Regions from separate parts of the Mus musculus genome. Here regions 2, 3, 4, 5, 6 and 7 are each linked to region 1. The links are chromatin contacts, called in public Hi-C, HiChIP or PLAC-seq and promoter capture Hi-C maps. All regions are on one chromosome and are shown on one strand. The core of a region is the stretch at or near the end of the contact, and the rest is flanking DNA. Distances in the headings are between cores, read along the strand shown. Region 1 holds the start of Chic2 (cysteine-rich hydrophobic domain 2). Region 2 overlaps Scfd2 (Sec1 family domain containing 2). Region 3 overlaps Scfd2 (Sec1 family domain containing 2). Region 4 holds the start of Dancr (differentiation antagonizing non-protein coding RNA). Region 5 holds the start of Usp46 (ubiquitin specific peptidase 46). Region 6 overlaps Scfd2 (Sec1 family domain containing 2). Region 7 overlaps Scfd2 (Sec1 family domain containing 2).

Evidence for each region. Promoter capture Hi-C pulls out the DNA fragments that hold promoters and counts their contacts. A called contact is a pair of places that touch in the nucleus more often than the background predicts. HiChIP or PLAC-seq counts read pairs in DNA pulled down with a chosen protein or histone mark. Capture Hi-C pulls out chosen DNA fragments and counts their contacts.
Region 2: a Hi-C map of uterus shows a contact between it and region 1, with 2.9 times the contacts expected there. The contact joins the enhancer-like site here to the promoter of Chic2 in region 1. A contact is called at or near these places in 6 of 39 promoter capture datasets (the 3T3-L1 cell line, the HPC-7 cell line, cranial neural crest and 3 more), 2 of 484 Hi-C or Micro-C datasets (both in uterus) and 7 of 115 datasets of contacts at active chromatin or transcription factors (craniofacial prominence, embryonic forebrain, embryonic hindbrain and 4 more).
Region 3: a promoter capture Hi-C map of cranial neural crest shows a contact between it and region 1. The contact joins the enhancer-like site here to the promoter of Chic2 in region 1. A contact is called at or near these places in 5 of 39 promoter capture datasets (the 3T3-L1 cell line, the C10 cell line, cranial neural crest and 2 more), 1 of 484 Hi-C or Micro-C datasets (uterus) and 5 of 115 datasets of contacts at active chromatin or transcription factors (embryonic fibroblasts, embryonic limb bud, embryonic stem cells and 2 more).
Region 4: a promoter capture Hi-C map of pre-B cells shows a contact between it and region 1, with 4 times the contacts expected there. The contact joins the promoter of Dancr here to the promoter of Chic2 in region 1. A contact is called at or near these places in 6 of 39 promoter capture datasets (the 3T3-L1 cell line, the C10 cell line, the HPC-7 cell line and 3 more), 1 of 484 Hi-C or Micro-C datasets (B cells), 8 of 115 datasets of contacts at active chromatin or transcription factors (the 230-238 cell line, embryonic stem cells, memory CD8 T cells and 3 more) and 2 of 9 other capture datasets (adipose tissue and liver).
Region 5: a contact with region 1 is called in a promoter capture Hi-C map of adipose tissue, with 2.9 times the contacts expected there. The contact joins the promoter of Usp46 here to the promoter of Chic2 in region 1. A contact is called at or near these places in 7 of 39 promoter capture datasets (the 3T3-L1 cell line, the C10 cell line, cranial neural crest and 4 more), 2 of 484 Hi-C or Micro-C datasets (CD8 T cells and embryonic stem cells), 6 of 115 datasets of contacts at active chromatin or transcription factors (astrocytes, bone marrow-derived macrophages, embryonic forebrain and 3 more) and 3 of 9 other capture datasets (adipose tissue, embryonic stem cells and liver).
Region 6: a contact with region 1 is called in an H3K27ac HiChIP or PLAC-seq map of stem cell-derived neural progenitor cells, with 4 times the contacts expected there. The contact joins the enhancer-like site here to the promoter of Chic2 in region 1. A contact is called at or near these places in 7 of 39 promoter capture datasets (the 3T3-L1 cell line, the C10 cell line, the HPC-7 cell line and 3 more), 2 of 484 Hi-C or Micro-C datasets (both in uterus), 12 of 115 datasets of contacts at active chromatin or transcription factors (the NIH/3T3 cell line, differentiating embryonic stem cells, embryonic fibroblasts and 8 more) and 3 of 9 other capture datasets (adipose tissue, embryonic tail and embryonic trunk).
Region 7: an H3K27ac HiChIP or PLAC-seq map of regulatory T cell precursor shows a contact between it and region 1, with 7 times the contacts expected there. The contact joins the enhancer-like site here to the promoter of Chic2 in region 1. A contact is called at or near these places in 3 of 39 promoter capture datasets (the 3T3-L1 cell line, hippocampal neurons and liver), 1 of 484 Hi-C or Micro-C datasets (natural killer cells) and 6 of 115 datasets of contacts at active chromatin or transcription factors (the 230-238 cell line, forebrain, memory CD8 T cells and 3 more).

What each region holds. Positions count from the first base shown.
Region 1 is chr5:75,042,401-75,046,157 of GRCm38.p6, reverse strand. Chic2 (cysteine-rich hydrophobic domain 2) reads left to right here and starts at 1,517. Exons shown (of 6, transcript NM_028850.5): 1 at 1,517-1,978. The coding sequence starts at 1,860.
Region 2 is chr5:74,298,641-74,302,070 of GRCm38.p6, reverse strand. The region is part of intron 5 of Scfd2 (Sec1 family domain containing 2); the gene reads left to right. Among named protein-coding and RNA genes, the nearest start is that of Gm32064, 16 kb to the left of the region's middle. Within about 2 kb of position 1,765, at least 34 of the 459 cell types and tissues checked have an H3K27ac peak or open chromatin away from gene starts, as enhancers often do. A contact at or near this core is called in uterus, where this site is marked.
Region 3 is chr5:74,450,448-74,453,999 of GRCm38.p6, reverse strand. All of the region lies in intron 4 of Scfd2 (Sec1 family domain containing 2), which reads left to right. Among named protein-coding and RNA genes, the nearest start is that of Scfd2, 80 kb to the left of the region's middle. Within about 2 kb of position 1,704, at least 4 of the 459 cell types and tissues checked have an H3K27ac peak or open chromatin away from gene starts, as enhancers often do.
Region 4 is chr5:74,090,649-74,094,373 of GRCm38.p6, reverse strand. It overlaps Dancr (differentiation antagonizing non-protein coding RNA), which reads right to left and starts at 1,314. Exons shown (of 1, transcript NR_145133.1): 1 at 37-1,314. Snora26 (small nucleolar RNA, H/ACA box 26) reads right to left here and starts at 844; the gene lies at 724-844.
Region 5 is chr5:74,066,337-74,069,692 of GRCm38.p6, reverse strand. Usp46 (ubiquitin specific peptidase 46) reads left to right here and starts at 1,282. Exons shown (of 9, transcript NM_177561.3): 1 at 1,282-1,443. The coding sequence starts at 1,408.
Region 6 is chr5:74,431,766-74,435,361 of GRCm38.p6, reverse strand. The region is part of intron 4 of Scfd2 (Sec1 family domain containing 2); the gene reads left to right. Among named protein-coding and RNA genes, the nearest start is that of Scfd2, 98 kb to the left of the region's middle. Within about 2 kb of position 2,156, at least 60 of the 459 cell types and tissues checked have an H3K27ac peak or open chromatin away from gene starts, as enhancers often do. A contact at or near this core is called in the NIH/3T3 cell line, adipose tissue, embryonic fibroblasts and 4 more, where this site is marked.
Region 7 is chr5:74,402,832-74,406,633 of GRCm38.p6, reverse strand. All of the region lies in intron 4 of Scfd2 (Sec1 family domain containing 2), which reads left to right. Among named protein-coding and RNA genes, the nearest start is that of Gm32064, 88 kb to the right of the region's middle. Within about 2 kb of position 2,458, at least 66 of the 459 cell types and tissues checked have an H3K27ac peak or open chromatin away from gene starts, as enhancers often do. A contact at or near this core is called in liver, memory CD8 T cells, natural killer cells and 2 more, where this site is marked.

The sequences.
Region 1 (3,757 bases), core at 268-2,767:
CAGGGTCCCATAGGAAATGATAGAGGGCGATTCAAAGTCAGCCTTCAGAACTACCAAGTTAAGCTGCCTCCTGTGTGTATGCTCCATTGGAGCCTTTGACATACCCTCTGACTCCCACCCCCCTAGAGAATTATGGTTGCTTGCCTTAATGACAGAAAAGTTACTGCCAGAGACTGTAACATACATAGTCGCGCGTGCACGCGCACAGACACACACACACACACACACACACACACACACACACACACAGCTGACCACACAGTAGGTTCAGTGTTTATTGAATGAATAAATCTGGGAAAGCATAAGTCTGACGCATCGACTATTTTTCCCTGCCTAGCTCACTGCCCTTTTTTTTTTCCCCAGATCTTTCCAGGATTAAGTTGTCCAGCATTTTCCACTCTCATGTTAACCTTTGTACGTTTTCTGCTTGGACAAAGACCCGTAAACGAACTTGAAGGATGCGAACACTGCGTAGAGAACTGTTTGTGGACACTGGGTCCAGTACAACTCCTCTTTCCTTTCCAGACCAATGAGGAACTCTTGTTACCCCATGGTCCAGTTTGCCGTAGGAGTCCAGTTCTGTTCCTATGTTGTTTGGATGCTTGGCAGACTCTTGATTGTGAAACCAGGTCCAAGGTGATCCATGAGTCCACTGTTCCTCCCTTCCCCCATCCCCTCTTGTGGAGAAAACATTTTTCACTAGAGAGACGAAGCATACAACTGCAACTTCTTAATTGGAACACAGAGAACTTGTCAACTTTGTTAGGTAGTATTGATGGTGAGATTTCTTGTTAACAAACAAACAAACAAACAAACAACCTGGGCTAAAAGGACAGAATATTTGGCTTTGGAGATATTTTGGAAAATCAGGTAGGACAGTAGACAGGAAAGCACTGTTTGCCGGGCAGTGGTGGTGCACGCCTTTAATCCCAACACTTGGGAGGCAGAGGCAGGGGGATTTCTGAATTCGAGGCCAGCCTGGTCTACAGAATGAGTTCCAGGACAGCCAGGGCTACACAGAGAAACCCTGTCTCGAAAAACCAAACCAAACCAAACCAAACCAAACCAAACCAAACCAAACCAAACCAAACCAAACCAAACCAAACCAAACCAAACCAAACCAAACCAAACAACAACAACAAAAAAAAAGAGAATGCACTGCTTTGTTAATCTCAAGTTGGCAAAGTCAACCAACTCTGCTTCGCATCGTGGACTAAAAACGTTTTATTAAACCGGCAGTCAGATTCTCTGGTCCGGCCAGGGGCTTCGCCCGCTGTCGTTGTTTGGGCTACAGATTACTCCAGCCTGGCTCTAGGAGTCGAGTCGGGGTCAGCGCCCCCGATCCTCACAGACGCCGCCTTCCGGGTCGCTGACCCTGGAGCCGGAGGGCGGGGCCGCGCCGGGTGGAAGCGGAGGAAGAGGCCGGCGTCCCGGGAGCGCGCGAGACCGTCCGCGTGAACGCGCCCGCCCGCCCACCCGCGCGCCCGCGCCCACGCCCGCGCCCGCCCGCGCTCCCGGGAAGTCTCGCGATGCGGTAGCCGGCTGCTCCTGCTGCGGGTGGCTCGGGCTGTTGCTGTGGTTGCCGGAGTTGCGGCGGCGACGGCGGCGGCGCTGGCGCGGGCGGCGGCGCTGGCGGGGGTGGCGGCCCCGGCGGATGTTGACATTGTGTTGTTGTTCCTGCCCACGGTAATGGCGGCGGTGGCGGCGGCAACGGCGGCGGCCGGGACCAGGTCTCCTCAGTAGCCGGAGCCCACACTGCCGAGCGCCAGCTCCGCGGCCTCCGCGCCCGCCGCCTCACCAGCCGTTCCCCGCGGCCGCCCCAGAGCCAGGGCCCCGGGCGGGGGGCTCGCCGGCTCGGGATGGCGGATTTCGATGAAATCTACGAGGAGGAGGAGGACGAGGAGCGGGCCCTGGAGGAGCAGCTGCTCAAGTACTCGCCCGACCCGGTGGTGGTCCGCGGCTCCGGTCACGTCACCGTGTAAGGCCCTGCGAGGGCTAGGACGAGGACGGGTGGCGAGGCGCGGGCGGGGTGGGCCCTGGGACCCCTGGGGGTCCTCCTTTTCTTAAACCCCCGTCCCCGGTGACTGGCGCGGGACGGGGGCCTTGGGGGAAGCTCCGGCGATCAGGAAGTGAGAACTTGCTCTGCTTCCATTTGTTTAGGACTCCCAAGTGGGGACAGACACTGCCTCCCCTCCCTCCCACAGCCCCGGAGCAGGCCCCGTGGCCCGCGGGGATGTGTGGGGTCCCAGCCGGGAAGATGGCTCTTTAGGGTCTGCCTGATGGGCCATCGGTACAGGCTAGAGGTGCACACACTCACACACACACACACACACACACACACACATCTTGTGGGATCCATCTTTGTAACACCCCCCACACCCCCGTTATTCTTTGGGACTCTGCCTGACTTACAGCCTATTGACATATGGCTCAGAGGTCAGATCTGAGGTGTTAAGATCCCAGTGGCAGTTGGTAAATGAGATTCACTGTCGTGTGTCTATCACACATAACACGTAGGGGCTTCCCAGTTCCTCAAGAGTAAATTTCTGCAAAACTGATTCGAGTTGCTGTCAATTATGTATGATAGAAGTATACAGGTGGACGGAAAAAAAGAGGAGGATACATCTGTTTACAAGGAATTACAAGTACCGAGTTTCCTGTAATCCGGTCTGTTTTGGGACACGGACCTAGGTTGGCTTCTTTGATAAGGGCCCCTGTAAGGTTTATTAGCAACATCAAAAGTCCCAATATTATTCAAACAATAAGGGATGAAAGCATTCTGAAAGGTCGTGACTAATAAAGGAATGTAGACTTGGGGCAAATAATGAGTTGTCCGGAAGAAGGAAGTTTTGTAACATTTCCCTGATAAAATCCGGAGTTTGTACAACTTAGGGTATTGATACTCCTTTGCAGCTGCTATCTCCAGTTGAAAAGTCATCGCTCAAACTTCCTGTACTTGCATATCACTTTATCACTGATAGAAAAAGGCAGCGAGCCTGAAGCTGTCTGGAGCGCTTGTCATTGTTTTTTGGTGTAGGGTGAGTGGGGCGTGCTGTGGGCAAGGCGGTCAAACAGTGAGGCTCCTCAGAAGATCGGCCCTTGTGTAGTCATCCTGACTAGCCTTGTTGTTGTTGTTGGGGTGTGCTTATGTAACACCTTGGTGTCTTCGCACCTGTTAACGTGTGCATTTAGGTGATTTAACAGGGTAAAAACACTGCATAAGCATTGTTTCAGTACCTGGATAAGGAGATGGGACTTCGCACCATAATAACTGCTCTGTTTTAACTGTCAACACAAACTTAATTAAGGAATATAGCTAATTATGAATAATACAGTTTAAATGTATATCATAATGCTTTTAGTGTTATAACCTGCTATTTAATTTTTAGTTTAACTCTTAGGACTTTTTTCTTTTTCTTTTGAACTTAAGGACTATGGGTGCTTTTAAAAGCAATTACAAACAAACAAAAAACCGACACAGTGATAGTCCCAGTACTCAGGAGGCAGAGGCAGGTGGATCTGTGAGTTGCAGACTCCCCTGGTCTTCAGGGCTACATAAAGGATTTCTGAACTTTTTCATGTTGTCTGTGGTCATCCTTAAACTCCTCCTGTCAAATCAAAGCTGGCAGAAATTTATTTGCAGAGGTTCAGCTAGGGCTGGAGATGTAGCTCAGTGTTAGAGTGCTTGTCCTGGGTTCAGAGTAACCAAATAAGGTTCAAGTGCAGTTGTCATGTCTCTTCTGTTCAAGAAGAAGAA
Region 2 (3,430 bases), core at 516-3,015, 740 kb after region 1:
TGTCTCCTTCCTCCAGTCTCAGGGTGTAAGATTTAAGGAAGAGTAAGCAACCATTGTGGGAGTCAGCAAGAAGAAAGCTTACATCTAAGTGGAGTATGAAAATGCAAAGGAAAGCAGAGAAATTGGGAACATGGAGGCATGAATTTCAGAAAGAACAGAGATCCGGAGAGCTATGCTGGGAGGCAAACAGCCAGAGCCAACATGTTTGGAAACAGATTGAGAGCCAGACTGATAAGGAATGACCAGGAGCCTTGGGTGGCAGGTGTGGAAAAGGCAGGCCATAGGCTGTGTCAGGCAAGGCCTGCTGGTGCTCAAGCAACTGTGCTATGAGGCAGTGAGCACTGGAGGGGAGGTGGCCATGGGGACCTTTGCCAGCAGCAGGCAGAACTCTGTCCCCTTCTCCCCTCATGATGAGTTTAGGGTAGAGTGCTGAGCATACTGCAGTGTGTGTTTAAAGACAAGTGCTGCTCTTGTTCCTGTGAAGTATGTAGCAGAAAGCTCTCATGGTGAATGCTGCCCTTGGCCCTTGAATACACACCATGGAGACAATTCAGTAGTTCCTATAATCACACTGAAAGGCTAGCTTTACCTCAGTTAAGTGCATGTGCACGCGAGCACACACACACACACACACACCATCTTTGTAAGCAAGACAGTCTTTGGATTTATGGGTGAAAGTTTTATTGTTTATCTTATTATACCTTAATGGAAACAAAAGGCTTTGGGATATAGATACAAACAAGAAATGAATCATCATTCCTAACAGAGGGGCTGGTGAATTTATATTTCATAATCTTGCCAACAAAGAGCTTGCTGATGTCTCATGAATGAGGAGGAGGTGACCTCACAAACACATCTTTAGGAAAGACCCCATGACTGTGGGTACAGAGCTGGCCATGGTTTGGGTTCTTGTCGAGCAGGGTCAAATGCTTGACCCCAGAAAGCCAGCCAGGGGCTTTCCCAACATCAGATATCAGCAGTTGTGGGCAACCAATGTTCATTCCCCGTAGAATTTTGGAAAAGTACAGGATTTGTGGATCTCATCAATTTGTGCTGCCTTAGTTAGGAGTGAAAATCCCCATCTATCCACGACTGTGTCTGCTGGTCAAGAAGGAGGGGCTTAACCCCAAACACCCGCCGGCTGTGAGCAGGGCTTGGATGCTCTGCCCCCTTCCTTCCAGTGAGTGGTACATGGCCTGTCCTCAGGGGCTTGCCCTGCCTAGCCTCCAGGATGCTTTCTCAGAGAGTGTTTGCAAAGATTGAGCTTGGCTACTACCTACCCTCCAGCCCTTCTTTGGCCCCTCTGTCCCACTCTAGCAGGCTCCTTCTCGATTAACACTGTGACCTCCAATAAGTCACCGTCCACAACAGTTTCCTCGTCTGACAAAAGGAATCAGAATGCAACCTACCCTGTAGGGTGGCAGGGATTAAACTTAGAAAGTGGCATTGGGCATGTAGCATTTAAATGATAGTTATGGGATGTACTCTGATGACAGTGACAGTGGATGGAGAGATAATTGCCCTCCTGTTTCCCTGGTCAGCAGACACTGGTCCCCAGGGCTCCCACCCTGGTTTCCATGCAACACTTGTTTATGTCTCCACTGCACACTCTCCAGTCTGGTAGTCTCGGGTTGCTAGGTGCCCAGCAGATTGGACTGCTCAGCACAAGAGCTGTTCTGAAGCAGAGCCCACAGGTCTCCCCCACTGGCCACATAGCGTGTGTATGCTGTTATTCAGTTTCCTTCTGTGGTGGAGGAGTGGACGCCTAAGTACTGCTTCTTTTTATAGCCAGCTCTGACAAGCACGTGTGCTGATTAGAAGGCAGGCCTCCTGGGGCATTCATTTTGAAGGGCATAATGATACTTAGGAACCAGAACTATTTCAGACATTTATTGGAAACTCTTTATTTTCTAAATTCAGGGCATACTTCTTGTTTACTTCCTGCTAATGAGAATCCCCCTGGGGTTGAAAGTCCTCTTGGGCCCATTTCTAGAAGTGTGTTCGCCCTTCAGATTATCCATGCAGAAGACCTGAAGAGGCCTGCATGGATAATCATTTAACCTTTTTAACCAAGAGGGCCCTTTTCCTGTCCCTAGGCTGCACATGCTGTCCCTCCTGACCAAATGCACCTCACAACATTTAGTCTCACTTCAACCCTTTCATAGAACTCCAGGGGGTTGTCTAAAACTAACACAGTACAAACACATGGAGACTAGAAGTCAGACTCCCAACTGGGCCAACAGAGTACAGAGCACTGGGGAAGCGCATGCCTGTCTTCAAGGGGCCCACACACCAGAGCAAGGGACCAACAAATGTTCTAGCCTTGCCCCACCCCTCTCCTTAAAGTCAGCGGTGCTGGCTCAGGTGAGGGGGCTTGCGAAATAAATAGTTTTCTAGGAGAGAAGGACACAGAGATAGCAGAGAACATCAGACATTCAGAGCTATAAGTTGAGAATGGGAGGGAGAGAGGATACAGATGGAGAGGGGGAAGGCAGGAGGGATGTTAATGTAGGGACAGGACGGATGTGCTCAAAACATTGGTTGGGGTCAATCTCAAGAGACCTTGTCTCAGATTGCCCACGGCTTCCCCCTGAGGAGAATCTAATCTAATCTGAGGGGACTAGCAGACAGCACAGCTCTTCTGCCTAGCACCCGTGGACTTTACTTTTTAAAGTCTTCAGCCTTCCCTCTCAAGGAGAAACACTGTCTCTTCAGATACAGGGTCTCTAGGGGGTTTTTTCCTCCTGTGTATGACTTTTTTAAATCTCAGAGTTACAGCACTCTCTTAAAAATCAAATCAGTGATATATACAGTTTTGTTTAACTTAATACTCAAGGAGATAGTTATCAATCAGTCATAAAGGTGTTTTAATTTGTGAGGTAAGGTCTCACATGTAGCCCAGACTGGCCTCCTGCCTCTGTTTCTGGAGCAGTGGGGTTCAAGTGTACACTTCCATGCCAAGCACAGAAACATGAAGGGCTCAAAGGTGCAGGTGGCCAGAAAATGCTCAGCAAGCTGCCTAGAAGACTGGCCGGGACTGGGTGCTGAGGCCACCTGGAAGACAGGCTGGGACTGGGTGCTGAGGCCACCTGGAAGACAGGTCGGGACTGGGTGCTGAGGCCGCCTGGAAGACAGGCCGGGACTGGGTGCTGAGGTCCTTTATGCTTTGTCCGGAGACTGTGGAGACTCAGCACTGAAACTGGCATTCTCCTTGCTCCTCTGTCCACAGTGTGGCTGGACTTCTAACCTATTCCAGTAGATCAGGGCTAGCTCACAGGGCTCGTCTTCACATAGGTAGTGTAAGTCACACAGGTAATGTGGATGGTAAGGGACCAAATCACCCCTAAAAGAACAATTGCCATCAATGCTATCAGTGCCAAGGTGGAAGGAATGTGGGCTCAGGGCTACAAGATGGGATTTTTCAAGAGAT
Region 3 (3,552 bases), core at 455-2,954, 590 kb after region 1:
GCACCGTGGAGTTTACCCATGAGCCAGTGGAACGTTACCCACTACCGTGCTTGCGTCTCTTCCACCTCCCTCAACTTAGACTTTACCTTAGTGTTCATTCCTGCAAGCCTTTAATTGGACCTTATGTGACTTAACTCATTTGATGACAAGGATATTAATCACCTCGATTTCACCTTTAAAAAAACAATATTTTATTTTAATGTTCTTGATATTGACTTATTAAGGCATTATAATTTTGAATATTGAAGGAGAAGGGAGGAGGAGAAAGAAAAATATGAAATATGAAACAATTTTCACAAACTTCTTGTTAATTTGTTGAGCATGGGGGCATTGCCAGGTTAGGAGCGAGTGAATCTGTGCCAAGCACCTGATTAGAAAGGGGCTCAGAATATAGATCATGTAAACTATTGCTCTTAAACCTGGCTTGTCTCAAAAGTGGTGATATCATATGTTATTCCAGCTGGAAGCCAGAGTTAGTAATCAGACAAAGTAAATTTAAGACTGACAATTTTAGTTCTTAGTGTGTTATGGGTCTACCAAAAATGTTTGCCTGTATGCTAGTAATTGAAGGTGCAGTGCATACAGGTGGGTGGGTGTTCATTGAGTGAAAAACAGGAGAAGCTTAACTGTAGAGATGAATCAGTTAAACTGCTTTGGCTCCCAGTGGGCTCTGCACACACCCAATAGCTCTCTGGATTCACAAATGAAAGAGACGCATGCACACGTACACGCACTCGCACACACACACATACACATGTACCAGCTAATTGTGGTATGTCTTGACTAGCTCAATGGCTGGGCACTTCTAAACCTTCCCGTGGCTAGCAAACACTCCCCTTTGGTATTACTGGCTTAACACCTTCTAAATCTTTATTTTATCTTTGCTGCCCTGTTACCTTCTAGACAGCCCCCTCATGGGGCCAGTTCCCTTTCCACCTACATTGCTGGACAGTTTCTCTCCTGCAACTCTTAATTCTGATTCCTTTGCCTCGAGACATGGTGATTCCTCCTCTTTCCTTCTCTCTCAGTCCCTTGCCTGCTCAGTCTAAAAGTTGTGCCCCATCTTCTTGCCCAGCCATTGGCCGTATGGCTGTGCCAACTCAAAACCCTGCATCTGGGCCTGGGCAGAGTTGGTCAGTCTCCAGCTCTATTGAACCTACACCACCAGGGTAAGTTCTTCAGCACTGTCCCAGCTAGCTCACCCAATGCTACAGCCAGAAAGGGGCAGGGCAAGCTCTCCCTCTCTCATGCCCTTGGGTCTGGCTCACTTGTGCCCACACCACCTGGCCCAGCTCTATGTGCTGCCCAGATGAGGTGGGTGTTGGGTCTGCTCTCCCACATGCTATAGCCAGTGAGGGGTGGTGCCAGCTCTGTGAAGCCCTTGAATATCAACATGGTCCCCATTGGTAGCCCAAACCAGGGATGTCTGCATGGCCTTTGGTAATACTGGCAATGGACCTAGACCCAGTCCTGCTGCTGCATGGTCATGAACCCAGACATGGCCCTCAGTGGCAGTACTGCTGGGGACTTCACCATGGCCTCACTTTTGAATATCCACCTCTCTCCATAGTGCTCAGACCACTTTGCTTCTCTTTCTCATCTCCCCACCACATGCTTACACATAGTGGTGGGCCATACAGTGGGTGGGCAGGCTAGGAACCTCATGTTCAATAGTGTGTGGCACATCATGGGGTTGTTTGTGTACATGGGCTGGATGTTGAGTACACATCTGTGGAGAAGGAGATGACACTCAGGGATGATGGCCTGGACACAGACAGTACACTGGCTTTGGCCACTGATTTGCTGTAACAGAGTTATGAGCTGAGTGAACAGCTTAACTGTACAGCTAAAGTAGTCTCTCTCTGTCCCTCAGTCAGAGTCCTTTCTTTTAGTATTCTCATGAAGTTTACGTCTTCATTCAGACCAAGTAATGAACTACATATGGGTAAATTTCCTTTCAAGGTGAAATTTTCAAGAAAATAAAAGATTTGTAGAAAATTGACCAAATCATATTTCTAGGTTTAAATAGTGATTTATGTTTTTTTTTAACCAAGGAAGTCAATAGCACCAAACATTTGTCGGTCATTTCAGAATTATTCCTGCCTGCTGTGCTTATTAGCTCTTGTGTGCTTGTGCCATATGGGCTCCACATCTGGTGACCAGTCCGTGGTGTTTTTAGGGGGGTGTGGGGGTGGAATATCCAAAATTTGCTTTGAGGAGCAACATAGATACATTGCCACAGAATCCAGTACTGCCCCTTTCTGCAAATATCTGGCCCCCAATCAAATCCATAGCACTGAAGTTATATTCTTCTTCAGAGCTCACAGTAACTAAACAAGACACAGTACAAATTGGGACTTTAAACTGTTGGGCACCAGTTTTCTCTCAGTACATTACTTACGATGATATCTCTTTGATGTCTTGACATATCTCTGAAATCATGATTAAATATGGTAACCAGAACTAGTTCCGACTTGCGCTGGGACAGTCATTTGGAATCAATACTGAGAGCACTGCTTGGAAGGGCGCTTTTACTTTTAATGAATTTAAGTGGTGCTGAAGTTTCAAGTCTTTTTTCCCTCACTTCTTCCAGAACTGTCATTAGAAAAGTTATCATGATCTGTTATTAAACTAAATATATACTTCAATAAAACAGTAAGTCCAAGATACTATTAGCGAATGTTTGCCACTCAATGTTTTTCTGATTTATCATAGACATCCATGGTCTCATTTGTAAAAGCAGCAGGCTTTTCTGGCAAACACTCTTCGAAGTCTGTTTGCAGTCACTTGAACGGCATCTCTGCAGTCAGAGCCTTGAGCACATACACGAGTTTGGGGTTTCCTGGCAGGCACTGAGGACTGGCTTGGTGATTTAAATCCAATTATGTGTTCCAGCACCGAGCTTTGTATTCTTAACCCATCCCTGTTCCTTCTCTCACTGTTTTAGAACACAGTTGCAATTTGTATCATTTCTCTGTGGGAAAGAAACAAAGTAGGACAAAAGGGAAAGAAGCACTGGGATGCACTGGCGGGGTTGGAAAATGTTTTCCAAGTGTCACAGGTGGGAAAAGCTGCTTGCAGATGAGCCTGATGGGAAACAGCATGGCCAAGGACCCCCTGCGGTTGGAATTTGTCTAAGTGTCAGGTACCCTAGGACACAGTGGGCACAGTGAGTAACTGAAACAGTTCTTTTTGTCAGGCCTCTGATGCTCTTCTGGGACCCCAGTATATGGTCGCATCCAAGGCCAGGAGGTATCCCCAGCCTTCTTGTTCCTCACCTCATCACCATCCGCTGGCCAATCTGTCCTCACGTTCATCCTGTTTCCCTCCTGGAAATAGGTTTTAATCTTTGCCTGATTGTTCTCTCCTTGTACACTACCTCTTGATTTGAAATGCGTGTGGGTAGCCAAGTGGGGCAGTCACTGAGACCTTCACCTTAAATCTCGATAAGAGCCATTTGATGAGATTCCTGTGACCCGCCTTCAGAGGCCTTAGAGGTGAGGAGGCGTTGCCTCTCAGATTGCCGTACATTGCTGTGGCCAGATTGTCAGC
Region 4 (3,725 bases), core at 65-2,564, 950 kb after region 1:
CCCCCTCCCCAGTAATAAGAACAAGTGAACAAGCCATAGAATTGACACAGGAAGCCTTTATTAAAGATTATGGAAAATTACTCATAGGCAACAATATACAGGTTAACACACCTCAATTGCTAGCACGTGACTGGTTACTAGCAAAGAACTTGTCCTAACGAAGTCCAGATACATTCTAATGATCTAGCATGAAATCTTTGCATCTTTAAAACGGCGAGCATGTCATAGCCATGCAGATCTGATTCTAGGGCAGTGGGACATGAAGAAGGGGTGGGGCAGGATCCTAGTACATTGATTAAAATCTTTAGCAAACTACCTTCAGGGTAATCAGTTACAAGGCCATTCAAGGAAACTCACATGGCCCTCACTTCACCTATTTCAGCTTCGATACTAATCCTAAAGTGGAATACAGGCAAACCTGGTCACTACATGCAAGAGTACTTCACCTTGGAGCCATTCAGTCACGGGTTTCTTGTAGTTTTCAACCTATGAAAGAATAAAAATGTTTCACATAAGTGGAACATACTCAACTATATCCTTTCCAGCTGACCTAAAATCTCACTTCTAGAAAAGCAAATGTATTCTTGTCTTCTGAACTTTCTCCTCCAACCAAATTAAACCAGGTAGGCTACGTTTTCTTTTCTTTAAAATCCTATATCACTACCTAGCAATCGCCAGAACCTAAAATGCGCACATTCAAGTTTTAAATGAAGCTTTTGGTTCATTTGTGACTCCAGACAGGATCCAAAGAGGAGGTGTAGTTTTCCTCTCTGGGTTTTATGGAGAGTTCCTTTACCCTTCTGTGTTAGCCTCTTAAAGTACTGCGACAACCTTAAAAGGGCACAGGAAAGGGCGACTGGGGAGGCCCGGCGCAGCTCAACAAAGACAGGCCTGGAACCTCCGTCTTCTCGGCCACGTGGCCAGGGCCTGCCTCCGATCAATGCCGGGACGTACCTGCGCTTGTGTCCGAGGCAGCAGCACGGCTGGGCAGTGGGGACCGGCTCGGGTGGATCGGCCTGCAGAGGGAAAGGGCGGTGGTCAGGGTGCCCGGGTCGGACGGCACAGAGGACTTTGTGTCTCGCGCAGCCCCGGGCTGGACACTGCCGCCCGCCCCGCGGGCCGCTGAGAACTGCTCTACCCCTCCGTTCTGGCCGCCGGGAGCAGCTGAGCTCGGGGCGGGCAAAGCTCGAGGGGACACGGGGACATCCTGACACCCTCCCACGAGGACACTCACCACCAAGGCCGGGACCGAAAGACCGAGCCGCTGCGCGCTGCGTTAATACAGCCATCCGGGAGAGGGGCGGAGCTGCCCCCCCCCCCCGAGACCTGCAACCAATCAGAGGGCCGCTTGGAGGGGGCAGAACAGGAAAAGGAGAGCAGCCAATCGTCAGAAGGATTGTAGGCGTGGCTGGTATGGGAAGCCAATCGTCGGGACGTTTCGGACCCGGTAGGGTGGGGCCGTTGACTTCCAGCAGCAGGTTCTCCACCCACTGCGGTGTTGGAAGCGTTGAGGCTGTGCTCAGTGGAAACCTTCCTTTCCTGAAGCTATGCCGGTGCTAGGTGTGTTCCGACTTAGATCCCTTCTTGTTCAGCTAGTTCACTCCCAGGGCCCCTCCTTAACCCTGAGAGGAGCTGCCTTTTTCTGTGTTCCTGGAGAGTAATATCAAGGAGAAATGTTGCTGGAGATGTGAGGCAGTTAGTTCTCAACAGAGCTCTACCACAGAGCTACCTCCTCAGCCCGTACCATTAATTTTGAGTCAGAGTCTCTCTTAGGTGCCCACACTGCTTTCTAACTTACTGTGTAGCTAGTTCAGGGTATTCATCAAACTTGTTATCCTCAGTGCTACGTGCTAGGATTGCTGGCATGCATGCCACTCTCCACCTAGGCTATACCTTTGTCTTGTTTTTAGTGGTCCTGGGTTAAAAGTAGAGCCTGGCGTCTCAGATCCCAAACCCTTTTATTACTTTGAAACTAGGTCTCACTAAATTTCCCAGACAAGACTGGAACTTTCCGTCCTTCTGCCTCAGCTTCCTGAGTAGAAGGGACGACAAATTTTCACCACCAGGCCTGGATATGTGCTTAACTTATTTTAATGAGAATTTCCACGGTCTGAGATGATTTTATTGGCAAGGTTTTTAAAATAATAATAATAATAATAATAATAATAATAAAATTATTTTTTTAATTTGAAGAAATTAAATTTCCAAACTTATATTAAAACTAAAAATGTTCAAAGAGCCACGTGCCTGCGTTCTTCTCTCGGCTAAAAGCCAGCCATTCATTCCAGACCTGGCGCATCTATCGTCTTGGTCTGTTGGGGGAGGGGGGGTATTTTAAAGCAAATCTCAAGCTTGGTTTGTTTCACCTCTTAATATTTCAGTATTTATTTCAAAAGAAAAGAGGCCATCTTGCCTGAGGACAATGCCAATGTGATTGCTAGAATAAACAGCCGCTCCAAGTTCACAGCAAGACTATTCTGATACAATGTTACTTTACAATGAGTTCGTTTGAATAAGGACTCTAAGTCTATTCATCATGCTCGCCTGTGTTTCTTTACAGCCACTTTTAGTCTAGATAAAAAAAATGATGACCTGCTTTGTCAACTTGCTTTGACTTTTTAGATAACTTTTTGAGATTGAACCCAAGTGTTATAGGTCACCCTTTTAAGTGTACAAATCGGTGTTTTTAAATATTCCTCAAGGTTTTATAATCATCTCCATTGTCTACTCCCAGATCATTTTGCAGTCAGCGTCTTATTGGAAAAAGAAGCCCCATGGGGCTGGAGAGATGGCTCAGCAGTTAAGAGCACTTGCTTCTCTTGCGGTTCCTCGCACCCACTACCTGCAACGCCAGGCTCCAGCTCCACAGTCCCCTTTGGACAACAACAAGTTCACACAAACACACACACATAACAGTAAATAATAATACATTTTTTTTTTAAATTGGAAACCGTCTCTTCTAGATTTTTTGTAGGCATGGAATCACACATGTGACCTTTTTTGTTGTTGTTATTTTGAGATAGGGTTTCTCTGTGTAATCCTGACTGTCCTGAAACTTGCTTTTTAGACCAGGCTGTCCTTGAACTCACAGAGATCCTTCTGCCTTGGCCTCCTGAGTGCTGAGATTAAAGGCGTGCCCCCACCACTGCCAGGTCATACTTGGTTCTTTTAAAACTAGATTTTCTTCATTTGAAACTTGCTTTTAAGCTTTTTTCATGTTGTGTCATGCAACATGTCTTATAAGGAACAGCAATCTGTTTAGCCATTCTTCCGACTTTGTGTAGTCTGTTATCTGGATCCTGTAGTCCTGGGTAACTTTGAATCCCTCGAATGTAGCCACAGCTAGCCTTGACCCCCTGATCTTCCTGCTTGCAGGGATTACAGGCAGACACAGACAACCACACTCTAGTTTTTAACTCTAGAGACCAGACCATTCCTCAGAAGTTTGCCTCTTATAGGGTTTGACTGATTATTTATTTATTTATGCTGTTATTATTTTTGTTTTTCACATAAACTTGAGAGAAATGTCATGTTCTTGAAGGTTTGACTGTTAAACTTTAGTGCAAGAAATGAATCCCCTGGTCTACTTGCTAGAGGTCCAGAGTTCCAGGCTGCCGGGCGGTGGTGGCGCACGCCTTTAATCCCAGCACTTGGGAGGCAGAGACAGGTGGATTTCTGAGTTCGAGGCCAGCCTGGTCTACAAAGTGAGTTCCAGGACAGCCAAG
Region 5 (3,356 bases), core at 33-2,532, 980 kb after region 1:
TCTATTAACTAATCATGTAGAAGCTGGAAGAGTCGTAACTGACAGCAGTAAAAAAGAATGAAAGTAAAATTCAGGTAGAATGAGTCATTGTGAGCAGGAATATTAATCCTTCTACACACTGAAAAATACAGTATCCATGTGACCCGTCCCCCACCCTCACCCTTCAGTCAGTGGTTTTGTCTTCTATTTCCACCCCAGATCCTAGAAGAATTACCAATGGATGGATGGCTCTCATGTTATGTGTATAACCCTAGCCCCCCAGCCCCCAGTATGTTACTCTTGGCTAGACAGAGCTGTCTTCAATTATATTAATTTCTCTCCTAATTTAATTCTCCACAAAATACATTGGTTTGGGAATTTATCACGTTTCACATGCACAACTTCCCTGTGGAAAGCTTGGGACTGCAAACTTGTCTGCACAATTATTCCCCATGTTTGAAATGAACTCTTTCAGTTCTCACGAACATATCCCTCAAGTGGTGTGTACAGTGTGCACCCTGAGCCTGCAGTCTGGGCCTCCGCAGGAAGGTGTAAAAGCTCAAACAAAACTGAGATCAGGAGCTCCGAGGATGGGAGATAGGAAAGTTTTGTTTTGGTATTTCCTGGACAGCCTCTAGTACCGCCCAGAACCTGGCCATTTCCTCTGTACCTGCTAATGTCACAAATCTCCCGAGTGTGCCTGCTTAGACCCGGAATTCTTTCCTTTCTGGGAACCTTTCCCTAGGCAGCTGGGTTGCTGCTGGCTAGGGCTTTCTGGCCACGCCCATGTCCTGGTCTCATTTTACTTTTCGGGTTCCGGCGGATGCCATCTGGCTAGAACCCTGGAGAGAAACTTTAAAGTTGACTACACTCACCCTTAGACCCTTATTCATATCCTCCACTAGCTAATCCCTAACGCCCAAGGCTTGCTGGACACCAGCAGAAACGGGCAGAGGGAAACCGGGAAGCGAGCACGCCCGTGTCCCCGCGGTGTAGGTCCCCAGCCCAGTGCCCGGTACGGTCCTGGGTCCGGCGGAAAGGCCGCGGTGCTGGGTTTGCTCGGGGCTGGCCTTACGGTGCAGCTGGCACCGAGCGGGACCCTAGGGCAGAGGAGCAAGAACGGCTTCCAGTGGGGTCAGCCGAGCGGGTCCTGGCTGGCAGCGGGAGCATAGCAGTGGCCTCGGTTCCGCGCCTCCCGGCTCCGGGCTCCTCCTCCCGCCGGCCGCGGCCCGGGCTGCGTCGCTCCGCCACTCCCCGCCCCGCGCCGCCGCCCCGCCCTCGCCGCCGCCCGGCCTCGCTCGCCCAACCCCACTGCAAGCCGGCCCCAGGCCGCCTCGCCGCCACCCGGCCTCGCTGCGCGCCACCATGGACAGTCCCGTTTTCCCCTGGTAAAGATGGCGGTGCGCGATCGCTGCAACCTTTAGACTAATGACTGTCCGAAACATCGCCTCCATCTGTAATATGGTGAGTGGCCGCCGAGCCTCCGGGGGTCGCGCCCGCAGCGAGCCAGGCAAAGAAAGGGAACCCCGGGCTGGAGCTGCACGCGCGCCGCGGTCGTGGGGGCCGTGCGGCCAGAAGTTCCCGGTCCCGAGGCTGGGCCGGCTGACCGCAGTCCCCCCCACCTCTGTCCCAGCCGGGGACCCCGAGCGGATCCCAGGGATCCCCAGGGCGGCCCCATGCCCCCGCCCTCGAGTTGCGGTGCGGGTGGTGGGTGGGGGTGGAGGTGGAGGGTGCGAGGTGGCTGCACAGCGAAGTCCCGAGGGAGGACCATGAGGGTACGAGCCCGGAGTGGAAGGAAGCAAATCCTTCTGGTGCAGTAAATAAACCCTTACTGGACTCGCCGACTGTCCTCTGCTCCTTCTGGAGTTCAGCCTTGATTGTATTTAAGATTCACTTTGCAACAGCAGTGCTCTTACCAGGAGAAATTGGATAGACATGAAAGCTGTGACCAAAAAATAAAAAATAAATAAAAAATAAAAATTCCAAGTGAAGAATCTGGTTAGAGAGGTGAACTAAAACCTGGTATCGGAAAAGCATGGCAATTTGTTCTGGAGGCCTCAGTTTCCCCACCTGCATGCAGGAGATTATAAGGAGACAGGAACGTTTGCAGGCCCTGGGAGTGAGTGGCTGTAGGTGTGAGGAAGTCTGCAGGGGTTGTCCTGCCCCGCCTCCTCTCCTTTTAGCTTGGACACTGCCTGGTCTGTCTGATAGGGTGGGGGTCTGGGGGGGGGTGTTACCCAGCAGTCACTTTAATTTAGATTTCCCCCATTACTTTCCAGTTCTGTTTAGTTTCCTCGGGACCAGTTTCTAGCCCTTGGGGCCACTGAGTGTACTCAGCTAGCACCCCCACTTGTGGGAGCCATAGGGAGGTCAGGGGTAAGGCACTGGGGTGTGGGAGTTGAGGAGGGTGTGTGTTCTGCCTGTACTTTCTGTATCCTCACCCCCTTAGACCCCCTTCAAACTGGAACACTGTTTTTTTTTTTTTTTTTGTTTTGTTTTGTTTTTCCATTTTGGGGAATCCATCCCCGCCCCCACCCCCCTCCGCCACCAAGTTAGACAGTAATGCTAGCATCTAAAGGAAATCTGAGGAGGCCTGATTAAGTAGGCCTCAGGTAAGGTGATCTGGCTGCCCTTCCCCCATCACACAGCTCTTTAAATCTTCTGTCCCACATTCTGTTGCAAGATCAACACATGGCACAGCACATTAAGGAGCCATGTGTTAGCTCAGGTGGAGTTGAGACCTGCTGGGGCTGGCCCCAGCTCTCTGTGCTGGTCCAGGCCAGCAGAGCAAACGCAGGAGGTCCCAGAGAGGTAGCTAGCTGCCTGCTTGGTGGTACAAATCTCCTTAGCCGATGGCTCCCGCAGCCTTGTCATTTTCCCTTTCTGCTTGAAGACGCAGGTTTCCTGCTTCTTCCTGTCCAGTGACATTAATGTGGCTGGATGCCCTGAGAAGACAATGCATTTCTTCTCAGTGTCTCAGCTGTAACCGAGCTCCTGTGGGGAACTGGGAAACCACAGGAGCTTCAAGGCTGTCTTTCCCGCCTGTGGGGTTGGCCGCAGGCCTACAGGCTCCTGAGGCTCGGGGCCTGCTTGTGGAGCTGCGCTTGTCCAGTTTGCAATCCAGTGACACCTCTCCGTATCGAAGCAGAGTGGAAACCAGAGAGCAGTTGTGTCCCAAGAGGAAGTCTGCCTCCGGCTTGTTCTTGCCCTTGCTGTAGCTAGGACTTCTTGGCACACCTGGACAGAATGTCACAACCTGTTTTCAGTGACACTCAGCCAGGAAGACAAGCTTCTGGAAGGGCATGAGAGGAATGGGCCAATATTATGTCAATAGAATAAACACTTCTGGTAACCAAGTTAAAGCTCACTCCCCCCCC
Region 6 (3,596 bases), core at 907-3,406, 610 kb after region 1:
AGAGTGTAAAAAAAGTACATTCTCAGGAATACAATGAACCATAATATAACAAAGTACTAAAACCTAAAATCTATTACATTTAAATGTAAGCCTATGGATTCTTGCTGGCTTATGGAATTTCAAAAAATATTTTGTATTCTTAGAGTCCCTTTGTAAATTTTAAACCATTAATTTGTATATCTCTAGAGACATGATTTTAATATTTTTTCCAGTGTAATTATGAAATTGTAAAAGTTTATTTTTGTTTAAATTTAACCTTTCTTAACACAAGTGAAAAAAAAACCAAGTTGAAATTGAAGACAAAGAGAAATAATCACTTACTAAGACTGTGGGAGTTTTGATTCTATTTTAATTATTTACTAAAAAACAGTCTCTGTCTGTATGTGTGTAGTCTGTATGAGTTTATGTGTACCACATGGTTGCAGTTGCCTGCAAAGTTCAGAAGAGGGCATCAGACCCACCCCTGAAACTAGAGTTACAGGTGGTTGTGAGATGTCTAATGTGGATGCAAGGAAATGAACTCAGGTCCTCTGCAAGAGCAGTAAGTACTCTTAACTTCTGAGCCATCTTTCAGGCTCCTTGTCTTTTTTTCTTTTTTTGAAGTCAAATAGTGAATTGTTATTTTGTTTACTAACCTTGAAATATACACTTGGATTTCCACTATGTATGGTAGATAAAATTACTTCGATAGATGGGCAAGTTTTATTCTTGGGACCTGGGAAAGGTTTAGCCTCTCCGCGCACCCACTCAGAACTCCAAAGCAGCGTAAGTGCTGGGGAGCAAGCATGCAGCCCAGGTGTCAGTTTCCTCCTTCCGAGAGCCAGCCCAGCAGATGGAACAAAAGAGTTTATTTCTGGAAGATATGAAGACATTTTGTACTTGTAAATATTTTCTTACCCCATATTTTTAAAATTATCTAATTAGCATGGGTCACATTGACTTGTATTTTATAAACCAACTCTGCATTTCATTTTAGACCAAGGTTCATTCATTTTTTTTTTTTAGCCATCTCCCAATGTGATATTATATTTACAATAAAGAACATCTGGATATTTGCAGTTGGAGAAGTCTTCGTGCTTTTAAAATATGACATTGAACAAATAGTTCTCCATCAACGGCTAAACAGCAATCAGCCATGTCTCGGATATTTGGGTGGATTTGGTTTTGTTATTAAAAACATTTGTTTTTGTATCACTTAAAACATCTTAATATGGTATGTAGGTATGTAGGTGGTGAAAAAGCAGGTTATGCTACAAGGAAAAACTCTGAAATTTTGTAATAATTAGGGTAATAAGTCTAAATGAAGAATAATGGCTGGGTTTCCTTCGGTCTGGCCTTGATTCTTTCCAAGTGAGAGCACGGTGGTGCAACACTGCCCCCTACTGTATGTCTTTGCCCTGCCCTTTGAAGGAATCTCAAAAGAAAAAAATTGGAAGAAATCAACAGCTTGGGACAAACCTATCTTCTTACATTTGGTATTTTAAAAAGGTGTTGTAGAGAGTACTCAGCACAGACACTCAGAGGATTAGTAGACTCCTCGCTTCTGTGGTGCCGTTTACTTTCTTACGGGGCGTTGCTGAGGTAACAGATGACACGTTTTTGTTTTTCCCCTGATGGATGGTAGTGGAGGTTTGTGAATGTGCTTCTGTTTCAGTTAGCGCTTGTCTCAAGGAATGGTGCATCTTTGAAAAAAAACGCACAGGATCTCTTTGAGGCTGGAAAGAATAGGGCTTTTGTCCATTTTCATGATAGCTTCAGTATTTTTAATAACAGGACCAAACCTTGAGGTAAAATGTATCAATTTAACCAATCACATCTTGGAGCTCATCCAGGCTTAACTGTCTATAAACAACTTTGTCTTATTTTGTGTAATAGAACCCTTAAATTCATGTGCAAGAGTCTTTGGCACGGATAACATTTAAACTTTTTCATTTTGATGAAAAGTTGAATTCCTTCTTTTCCCTTTCTAAGGGTATTACTTTAACAACATTATTTTGATGACATGTCCTTTGCAAATGCATACTTTCGGACATTAAAAAACAAATCGAAAGCCACTTATCATATGAATCATTGTTAAAGTCAGCTGTAATCCGCTGTGTAAAATCTCCCTGTAAAGGCACACAGGCTAGGGGCTTAAACCTGGAGCACATTAAATTAGTTCCAGTCTCTGGCGAACTGGCTTTGCCTGCCTTGCTTAGGCAGGCAAACCGGAAACAGGCAGTTTATAACAAGAAGTCTGCCTCAGAAACCATGGGGTCTATTGGAGAAAGATTTATAGCCCCACTTATATAAACATTACAAATGTGGACTCCGAGTAGGAGGGGAACCGTTATCGAAATCTCCCGAAGAGCTTTTTCATTGTGAGTAAAATGGACAGCGTGCACTGTTGTTTGAAGACCCGCCAGCGTTTCCACAGCCGTCCTCTCCACTGCTCTGCCTGATTAAAATGGAGCATTGTGAAGACTAACCAGACCACCTACTTCTAATTTGTTTTCACAGTAAGACTGCATTGGCATCAAACCTGGAGCCAAAGAGACTCTGTGCCAAAGGAGAAAATTATCATTTTGGAGTTAAAGAAAAAGGAATATAATTACATGAAATCTAGGGGTAATGGAGTCTGGACTTCAGTTTATACCACTGCCTGAGTTTAAGTGATTTTTACATATAAACTCTTTCCTAGATATCGTGTTGTCTTTGAGATTGTAATAGAACCCAGATGAGGCTTGAAATATTTGGTCCCATAAAATGAGGAAGGCTGAAAGGAGAGATTAACATTTGAGATTAGAAAAGCTATTTATTTGATACTTCACATATGGCGAGCTGAGGTCTATGGGCTGCACGTCTGTGTTCTTCTCATTTAGCTTTATCTCATTTGTAATGTCTTGAAACTTTCCACATAAATACACTTTCTTTTGCCCAAATATCTCTAACAGGGCACTAAAATCAAATTCTCTCTTTTCTTTTGGGCTTGTTAATAGTAGCTACTGTCTTGTGGGTCCAATCCAGGTGGTGCTGAGTCCACTCTCCTTAGGATCTCTGCAGCATTCCTGGAAGATAGCGAGCACATCTGTTTTTAGCATTTTTAACTCAGTCCAAACATAAGGTTATTTGGAAAGCACCTTTAAAATAGGGGCTGCTGTAAGAAGGAACACAATGAAAGGTTGTGACTGATAAAACATGAAGCCAGGATCCTCAAGAAGAGAGTGGAGTTGAATGTCGTATGCAGCACACCCATAGAAAGGTCCCCATGTTTTCTTTGTCCATCAGGTCTGTTTTCTTTGATAGCAAGAAAAGCCACTCCTCTAATTTCAGCTGGTGAGCAGAAATGAAAAATCTGATCATGTGTCACATCAGAGAACAGGTGGACTCAAAGGGAGGTTCTGAGCAGTATCACACGACTAATACTAGTGATAATTTTACTGGGTATTATTTTAAATTTTTAAAATTATTTTTATTATAACATTCTCATTATTTTTGAGAATTTCATATACCTGTGCAGTATATTTTGATCATATTATGGACCTCATGTATCAAGGCTTACATATGCTATGTACCAGACTTAGTGTCTTATGTATATATGTCTTTACTGTGCAGCA
Region 7 (3,802 bases), core at 1,209-3,708, 640 kb after region 1:
CCAAAACTTGAATTTTGCTTAGAAGCCAAGATTTTATCAGTTGTTTTCCTGGAAGAACCAAGCTCATTTTGTTGTTCCTGTTGATGTTTTTCCTCTTGATACAAAGTCTTGCTGTACTGTCCAGGCTGGCTGGTGCTTGCTGTGTGTCCTAGGCTGGTGTTAGATTGGATTCCTCCTCCCTCAACATCTCGGGTGCTGAAATGATAGGTATCTGCCACCATACCCAGCTTCACTTGATTCGTTGTTGCCAAATGCCCCATCCTTAGTAATTGCCATTTCTTTGTCATTATTTCAAGGATCAATGACATTACACCAGACCAGCAATTAGTTCAGATTCCTCTTCATCATTTGCCAAGTGCCTCTCCCAGAGAGAAATCACTGTACAGAAGATGGACTGGCTTACACATCATTTTCATTTTGTCATATACATTATTAAAAATGTGGCTGAAGTCCCTCATTGTCCTTGTCCTCTATCCCCCCCCCCCCCACTTCCTACTTGAGTCTCTAGAACTGAAATGGCTGGTATTTGTTACCCAGCCCCATGTCATCAAGGGAATCCTTAAGTGAAACTGTGTTTCCGTCCTTGTTTTCAGGGCTAGAGATAAGACCTGAGTTTTCTGAGCTCCATCACAGAGCTGCACACCTTGTTTTTCAGAGCAGCTGCCGTGCAGGGCCTGGTGATAAACAGCACGGCGACTGGCAACTGTTCTGTTGCTGTCAAGACACTCCATGACCAAGTTGACTCTTAGGAAAGAAAGCATTTAATTGGCTTGCTTACAGTTTCAGAGAATTAGTCTGTTAGAATCATCGTAGAAGCAACACACATGGTGCCAGGGCAGTAGCTGAGAGCTACAGTGTGATCCATAGGCAGCAGGCAGAGAGAGAAAGGACTGTGTGAGATTTTGAAAAGTAAAAGCCCATCTCTTAGTAACACACCCCTTTCTTCTCATGCAGTTCACCAACTGGGGGGTGAGGATGCAAATACATAACCTTATGGGGCCAGTCTCACTCTTGAGGGATCTGTCTGCCTTTACAACAAAACCTGTTAAGTATACTGGCAGTTAGGGTTAGGGTTAGGGTTAAATTCCAGCATGAGTTTTCAAGAGGACAAACAGTTAAAATTTCACACCCTATCACAAGCAACTGTTCTTTCTCAGCGAGAGCTCCATGCTCTAATGTGGAGCTTCTCATTTTCTACCTTACAGACTGCTTGCGTTAATGCCCTCTTGTCTCTGTAGCAAAGGACCTCAAACTTCGAAACACACATGTAACACTTTATCATTCTGTAGAACTTACTGAATTAGCATTAAGTGTTATGTGGGATGTCTTCTTCTCCAGAGACGTGAGAAGGATTTGTTTCCTTGTTCTTTCTGTTTCCAGGGCCTCTGTATTCATTGGCTTGTGCTTTCTCTCATCAGTCTTCAGGGACAGGACTGTTGCCTCTCTTTGTTACCTCATCAATGGGCATAGCTGGGAAAAGTGCCCACCTGTAAGAAAGCCTGGGATTAGGTTGGTCCTGCTCACATAACCCAGGATCATTGCCTCATCTCAACAGCTGCAGCGTTAGCGCTTGACCTTACACTGCCCCCCATGGGCTCGTGTTGTTCACGAGACCTCAGCTTATAGTGGTATTTTTTTTCCATTTTTTATTAGGTATTTAGCTCATTTACATTTCCAATGCTATACCAAAAGTCCCCCATACCCACCCACCCCCACTCCCCTACCCGCCCACTCCCCCTTTTTGGCCCTGGCGTTCCCCTGTTCTGGGGCATATAAAGTTTGCGTGTCCAATGGGCCTCTCTTTCCAGTGATGGCCGACTAGGCCATCTTTTGATACATATGCAGCTAGAGTCAAGAGCTCCGGGGTACTGGTTAGTTCATAATGTTGTTCCGCCTTATAGTGGTATTTTTAAGAAAGTAAACCTTTAACGACAGTGAGTGGGTTTTCAACCTGTGGGGTTATGACCCCTCTGGAGTTCAAATATCAGATATCCCACATATCATGTTTACCTTATGGTTTATAATAGTAGCAAAATTATAGTTATGAAGTAGCAACAGAAATAATTTTATGGTGGGGGGTATCTCTACAACATGACAAACTGTATTAACAGATCACACAATGTTGAGAGCCATTGCTCTCAGAGCTAGAGCCTGGTTTGCAGAAGTCACTAGGTGTGGACCCCTGAAGGTAATAGCTACCATGGGTTCTCACTGGCCTTTGTGGCTTCCTGTCTGCTGAGTGTGACTAGCCTGTAACACAAGTTTCCACTGTCACAGGGTGGTCTGTTTCTGCTGACACGCCTTCTCCAGTGTGATAAACAGAGATCCTTTAAAACCACAAGCTAAAAGGGATGTTGACAACCTTGGGTTGCTTTTGTCGAGACGACACACAGAGTGGTTAGTGTGGAGAACTGGAGCCAGGAGAGCAGGTGCTGCTGGGATAAACTTGATCACGTGGGTCTATCGGGCCTTTGACCTGGCTTTTGGGGCCAGGAGGGAGGAGTTTGGAGGCATGGGAGTTACAGGAGCTTTCCAGAGTGCTATAACATTTTTATTTTCCTTTTGTTAAGGGGTGTGTGTGTGTGTGTGTGTGTGTGTGTGTGTGTGTGTGTTTGTGTGTGTGTGTGTGCCTGAGCAGGCCATAAGATGATACTGCATTCACTAAAACTGGAGTTACAGGTGGTTGTGAGCCATCTGATATGGGAGCTGGAAACCAAACTCGGATTTTCTGGAAGAACAGCACGTGCTCTTAAATCACAGAATAGTCTCTCCAGCCCGGGGGGGGGGGGGGGGAGCTTTTCTTAAGGGCTATTCTGAAGGGTGCCTGGAAGACCAGACTACCAATAAAAATGCAGAGCATAAGGAGGACTCATGAGGTTTCAGATAGAAGTAAAGACCCTGTTAAGAACTGGGCTTGAAGCTCTGTGACCTTCTGGCAAATCTGCCTATATTTTTCCCATGTCTTGAACATTTGAATAAAACCACATTGAAAAATAATGGACTAATCTATTTGGCAGATATAATTCTCAAAATATAATGTTCATGCTGTGGCATGGTTAATGTTTCCTACTTTTTGCCTGGCTTAACGCAAGAGTCCAGAGCAAAATCAGAACAGAGAACTTTGAAAGGCATGGACCGGGCAAGCAGTGGAACGTAGAGACAATTATAGTTGTGTTCAGGGTGGGCACAGGTGACGATGCAGCTGTACTTGTGAGGTGACTAGGAGGCCTTAGTCCATGGCAGTAAAGCACACACTTTGCACTGGGGAGTAAGAACTGTTTCTTAAAGGCAAGCCCTCACAGGTTGAAAGCCCAGGCTGCTGAGTGCCTGAGCATCTAGACCTGGGAAACTGTTTCTCTGGGAAGCCCTTGTCCCTTGGCAACCAGGCAGAAAAGCTCATGGTTTGACTCTGAAAGGCCCCATCGGACTTGTGCTTCAGACCGAAATCTTCAGCTTATGAGACTATTCTCATAGTGGAGGTATGGGGAGGCGAGGCCTCCTTAGCAGACATGGCTCACTAGGAACGAGTTTTCCTGGCCTGAGTTCCTCCTTTCTGTCTGCCACGATATGAACAGCCTTTGCCTCAGGCTGCTGCCAGGGATTGAGCTGCTCCTAATGTCTAGCTTTCTCAAACACTGAAATCTTTCTGCAACTGTAAGCTGAGATAAACTGTCCTCTTTTGTGCTGTTTCTAGAAGGTGTGTGATCGCAGAGATGAAAGTACGTCACAGTCTTCATCACATCTGGAAAGCCTCTGTACAGCCACAGACTGCAGGAAGTGGGGCATCATTCTGCCCTTCCTG